Regions from separate parts of the Anas platyrhynchos genome. Here region 2 is linked to region 1. Evidence: chromatin contacts called from public Hi-C data. All regions are on one chromosome and are shown on one strand. Each heading gives the region's core, a stretch centred on a gene start, on an enhancer-like site or on the middle of the called end of the contact. The rest is flanking DNA. Distances are from core to core; before and after follow the strand shown.

The links. A called contact is a pair of places that touch in the nucleus more often than the background predicts.
Region 2: a Hi-C map of skeletal muscle shows a contact between it and region 1, with 1.8 times the contacts expected there. The contact joins the enhancer-like site here to the promoter of LOC119713994 in region 1. A contact is called at or near these places in 2 of 8 Hi-C or Micro-C datasets (liver and skeletal muscle).

The regions. Positions count from the first base shown.
Region 1 is chr27:2,794,033-2,797,169 of IASCAAS_PekinDuck_T2T, forward strand. It overlaps LOC119713994 (parathyroid hormone 4), which reads left to right and starts at 1,802. Exons shown (of 3, transcript XM_038168515.2): 1 at 1,802-1,937.
Region 2 is chr27:2,866,701-2,869,640 of IASCAAS_PekinDuck_T2T, forward strand. ETV7 (ETS variant transcription factor 7) reads left to right here. Exons shown (of 12, transcript XM_072028453.1): 8 at 1-619; 9 at 1,348-1,485; 10 at 1,875-1,936; 11 at 2,201-2,464. Among named protein-coding and RNA genes, the nearest start is that of PNPLA1, 6.9 kb to the right of the region's middle. Within about 2 kb of position 1,416, at least 3 of the 8 cell types and tissues checked have an H3K27ac peak or open chromatin away from gene starts, as enhancers often do.

The DNA of each region.
Region 1 (3,137 bases), core at 552-3,051:
GTGCAATCAAGACATCTTATGTTTTCTTTAGAAATACTGCAAACCATGGAAATCAATCCCCGCATGTATCTGTTCCCTCTGTGTTGTAAGTGCCAATAAGTCCTTGCACTGGGTGATTCTCAAAGATGTGTCACTACTTCAGCACAGTCTGTTCTCATGTACACCTCTTAGGGAGGTTTTAGAAAGTTATTTTAACTTCTTCTAAGACGTTGGGTACAAAGAAACATCCAATGGAAGCAGGTAGCCACGGCAATGCACTTTGGCCATTATAGAATGCTTGAAGTGCCCATTTACTGATCCCATGCCAGTTCTCTGATCTACCTGCAGTCACTTGGATTAATGCAATATTAGTTCTTCTAGTTGAGACAGTAATTGCATTCAATGAAAGCCCATTATGTAATGGAGACTTGAAAAGTTCAGGGATAAATTAGACCAGATGTTTTAGACATGGTTTTGATCAATGCTCATTATTACTCCTTAAAGATGTAACTATAGCTTTGGCTTCATGGACAGATAATTCAGTGTAACTGCAAGCTGCCCTGGAAACTAAGAAGCAGATAAGTAGACCTCTGCTTTAGCAACATTTAACAAATGTCATTTTAAATTGGTGATACACTCTGTATTCTTTAATGAGTGACACTAACAATTCATGCTCATGTAATTGGGAATGGTTATTTGATTGCTGTGAAATAGTGGGGCTCAAAATATGCTGTCATGAGGAATATAACAAAAAGCAAGTTAGTGTCCACAGAAGCTGCAAGAAAGTATGAGATGGCAAGAGCACTGCTAATAGGGCCTGTCTCTGTTGTTAGACAATGCATTTGTATTCACCCGAGACTGAGTTTAACAGGAAGGTAAGGTTGTGTCTGTGTGAAATGAATGGGTAGCTTACAACAACACTAAGCAAATTTTCTCTTTTCTCTTCAGTCTTTCCAGGGATTCTTTGCTCAGAGATGATAAATGCATTCACTTTGAGAAATAGGGGCTGGTCCTCCTAAACAGACTGGTGGTTCAGCCTAATGGTCTGGTCCATCCACATCCTGAGCATCCAAATTCTATTAAAATTATCTGGTTAGAGATCATACAGTGAGTATCAAAGTTTATATTTCATTACGTTGCATGGTTTCAAGTCATATCAGAATTTGGCTTTTTGCCTGAGCTACTACTTGCATTTTTATTGTTTAATGAGTTGATAAGTCTTCTTCCTATCTCCTCATTTTCTGAGTTTTAAAACAAACGTTTTACTGTACAATCTGATGGTTTAAATGAAATTTGTACTGAGCATTAAAATCTAGTGGGATGTTATTTACAAATTCCTCAGATTTTCTGCCAGTAATTGTCCTGTCATGCTAACTGTGTGATGACTTGCATTACAGAATTCATCACTATTGTTGATTTAGATTCCTCCTGTGCAATATTAGTATCATATACATGGGTCCGTGAGGACAGCAAAGGAGGGTCATCTCTTTTGCATACCAGAGATCTTGATCAATAGTGGAACAAGTTTGAATATTGCTTTACCATCACCTTGGGGTACAGTAACACTGTGTTAGAATAAAAAGTTCTCAAGAAACAAAACAAACCAACCAACCAACAACAACAACAAAAACAAACAAACAAAATCAGGAGAGCCAGCAAAAGTGTAAGATACTTTCCACAAACTTGTGATCTTTTCCTTAGTCACAGCTGAACATTTCAGAATCCAAGATTTATTATAATTGGAAACAAGGAGCTGTCTCATTTCACTAACATGAGAGGAAAAGTCTTAGTCACAAAGTGCTGTAGTGATCATTTCTATTGTTTCTGTGGTTGCTGGGCAGGTATAAAAGAAGGTGAAAGGCACTTGCTGTAATTGCAACTGGAACATCACAAGAAGACTGGCAAGTAGACACATCTGTGCAGATCAGGACTTCACCACAATCTCTGCAAGATCAACAGTAAGTAGATGATGTTAACTTTTTAAGTTGAAGATGCGTTTTAGTTATTAAATAGTTTACTGTTCATCACAGTATTTTACCATAGTTTAACCACTGTGTGTGAGCAGGAGTTCTACATTTACATAGCCTAAAATATCATACAGCATGTAAGCACGCATGTATCTATTTGTGTATATATGTGTATATATCTGTATTTAATACAGATCGTTTAATTAGACCTAGTATGCATTTTTCTTTAATGTCTAGTTTAAGTTGATATTGTCCAAGGAAATTACTCAGAAAGGAGTGGAATAGACTTACAAAGGACAAGCTTAATTTTTCTAACCAAATGTATGATATAATTGGCTTTTTTATCCAGTTATTGATATTTTAATATCCAAATTTGTATAAAGAAAATTCATTTGGGAAGATGCTGAATGGAGTTTTTTATTAACACAAACCGCTTCTATAAAAAAAATATATATATTTCTTCAGAAAATGAGTAGCCTTATTATATGGGAACATATCTATACTATTCTTATATAAAATTTATATGCTGCAATTTTTTGTTTTCTTGTCCATTTCGGTTTTGATACAGAAATTAATACAGGATACACTATTAAATAACTAAATTGACAAGCTGAAGCCAATCCTAAAAGCAGGGTACAGTACTTAGTGTAAAGGGTGTTGAAATTTTATTGATAGACCTGATGCTAAAGGAGCAGCAGGGTTGAAAAGATGGGTAGATACAGGCATACCAACAGCAGAGGCAGATACATAATTTAATAAAGTTCTAACTTAGATGGGAATAATCTTTCTACATTTTGTAGTTGTGTCTCCTGAGCTAGAAATCCATTTCTTTATGGAAAAAGATAAATAAATAAAAAATCAGGTTTTGGTCTACTATGATCCTCATGCCCAATGGCTGATTTGTATGTCAGTAATGGCACTTGTATTGCTCATGGAAAAGGTCGCATTATTAAATGTCCGAATCCCCAGGACTGCTTTTAACTTGATCAGCATGGTCCAGTCTTAAATTCTTTTTGTTTTATGACAAACTTCTTATGCAGCAATCCTGGTCTTTTTGTTACATTTCTGCTAAGTTTTATTATGAAGATCTCTTGCCAGTTCCAAATGAAATAATCTCTTGTGCCTGCAAATGGAGGAACAATGTTTAGGATTCTCAGCAAAGAAACGTAGGAATTTACCAGGTAATCTATT
Region 2 (2,940 bases), core at 166-2,665, 72 kb after region 1:
GAGATCTATGTCAGGCGCTCATTGAGTTGCTGCGAGAACTCACAGGCAGCAAAGGAAAGGCTTCAAGAGGGAGCCAGAGGGCGAGGGAGGAAGGCTTTTGGGCTGCAAAGGTCAGAGAGCGACTTCTGCAAGTATTCATGTGCCAAGCTCAGCCTGAAGAAGGACCAGGAAGAGGCACCCAAGGTGCTGGAGCTGGAACAGGCTCTGTTCGAGGAAAGCAAAGCATCAGCTCCTGGGGAGGCTTCAAAGGAGGAACTGGAGACCAAGAAGAAAAGCACGAAAATCTTCTCCCAGGGCAAAACCCAGCGCACCTGGTTCAAAAGCTTCTTAAATTTCCTCTTTAAGAAGAGCCCTGAGGACCAGAAGGAAAATGCAAGACAGAAAGCAAAGGAAAAAGATGCCAAAACTCCTTACAGCAGTAAAACAGAAGGAGCCAGGAAACCCAGAACCGACTCAAGCATGTCCCCACCACTGGGCAAAGCTCCCAGAAGGAGACCCAGCCTCAAGAGGGTTTTCTCCTTTAAGAAGCATGCAGAGGAGGAGCGGGGTGAGACAGGGGCGAGGGCCAAGCGCCCCAGCTGCCTACCCCTGCGGCATGTCCAGGGACCAGCCCCCCCAGGTGGGACCCCCACCCTTGCCCTCACCAATGGGACCTCAGGTGTTTTTTTTTGGGGGGAAAGCAACAGCAAGTGTGGAGCGCTAGTTTCTAATCCTTACTAAGCATTGCCCACATGTTGCTTTATGGGGCATTGGGGTTGGATTTGCAGGGCTCCACACTTGACTTGCTGCACCAAGAATAGTTCAAATTTGCCCATGTTGAAGATGACCCTGGGTGAGGTGCACCAGCTTGCATCATTACTGGGACTCATGAGTGCAGCCAGTTAATGCAACCTGCTCCATAGTGATTATCTGTATGCAGGTTTTATCCATACACAGTTTTTATCTGTGCACAGGCTTTCCCCCTGTAGCAAATGAGGGATATCATGATTTAGTTTAAATCCGCATTTGAAACCAGAGATTGAATCTGAAACCACCTAAGGGCTATCACTTGTTGCTTTTGCTTTGCTGCAGGGAAGGGTGGGAGCTGCCGTGGCAGTGACACCCTCATCCCCATGCTGAGCACTTCCCAAGAAGCTTGCCAGGGGATCTTTGTGAAAGCCTGGTTGGTTTGGGGCCATTGCAGAAGCTCAGCTACAGTTCAGGGAACACAGCGCATGGTTCACAGTGGCGTGTGCTGACCTTGCGTGGACACAGGCACCATGCCAGTAGTGTCTGTGTTCCCCTTTCTATCAGTTGGTGATTTGGCCAAGAAAAATCCCTGATTCTGAACATGTGTTCTTCTTCCAGCAGAGGCAGAGCAGCCGGATGGTTACTACACGCGAGTCTCAGAGGAGATTGGGCTGATTGTGCAAGGCAGCGAGAGCCGAAGCAACAGGGAGCACGGGGGCGAGCAGCTGCTGAGGTTGGGTGGTGCCGATGGGGTTGGTGAGTGCTGCTCTTTGCATGTACAGAAAACAGTAACATGGTATTTATCCCCATGAGGAGCCTGAATGGGACCCAAGCCCTGCTTCAGTCTTGCCTTGGCATTTAATACAACCCAAAGAGTCATATGAACCCACTGCGGGGATTTTCAGCAGCAGGGCTTGATCTGGGGAGGGACAAATTCAAAGGCAGGGGGCTGTTTTTCCTGACTGATGAAAGCAAGGTGTTCAGCTATAGGCTGAAATGGGTTTTCCAGGGCTGGAGGATGACACGCTTTGCTTGGGAAGTTTCGTCAGAGGGGCTAAAAAGCTGCACTGCCCTGAGAACATCCACGCATGGTGATCAGCCACAGGGCTAGAGGTAACAAGGGAGTGACTGTGTTCTCTCTACAGATGAAGCCATCAGGAAAATCGTGGCCCTGCTCCAGAGTGCCGGAGATGAGCTGGACAGGAAGGTGAGAGGGGAACTGCAGTCAGCTGGATGGAGCTGGGGGAATTTGGGCTGATCACTGCTCTAAAACGGTGCAATACTTCCCTGGTGCAGGGAAATGCTCAGTAAAATCAAGGAAGTGGCACGTCCTAATTCCCCGACTGGGTGTGATCATGTCTGCCTGTCTGTCCTCTCTCATCTGCAGTCTTAGTGAGATGTGAAGGCATCAGCCTAATGACACACCAGGTTATTTGTTCTTAATGTGTGCATTTGTTTGTTTCTTAAACAGGTGAAGGAAGATGCATGGCTGCAGATGTTCTTCAGAGACATGTCCTACAGCTCCTTCAAAAACCTGGCTGATGCCTATGTCCGCAAGGAGATGACAGCCAGCAGGCCCAACGTCAACCCCCAAGAAATCCAGTTTGCCTTTGCAGTACACCTCACCGCCAAGGTGGCCGGCATCTGTAACCAGGCAGTGAACAGGATCATGGGCTTTGGCACCCGCTATCTGGAAGACTCATTTGCACCGCTGTCCTACAGCAAGATCCTCCAGGTAAGGAGAATCACAGAATCACAGAATTTCTAGGTTGGAAGAGACCTCAATATCATCGAGTCCAACCTCTAACCTAACACTAACAGTCCCCACTAAACCATATCCCTAAGCTCTACATCTAAACGTCTTTTGAAGACTTCCAGGGATGGTGACTCCACCACCTCCCTGGGCAGCCCGTTCCAGTGCCTCACAACCCTTTCAGTAAAGAAATTCTTCCTAACATCCAACCTAAAACTCCCCTGGCGTAACTTTAGCCCATTCCCCCTCGTCCTGTCACCAGGCACATGGGAGAACAGGCCAACCCCCACCTCTCTACAGCCTCCTTTAATGTACTTATACAGAGCAATAAGGTCACCCCTGAGCCTCCTCTTCTCTAGGCTGAACAAGCCCAGCTCTTTCAGCCGCTCCTCATAGGACTTGCTCTCCAGGCCCCTCACCAGCTTCGTCGCCCTTCTTTGGACCCGCTCAAGCACCTC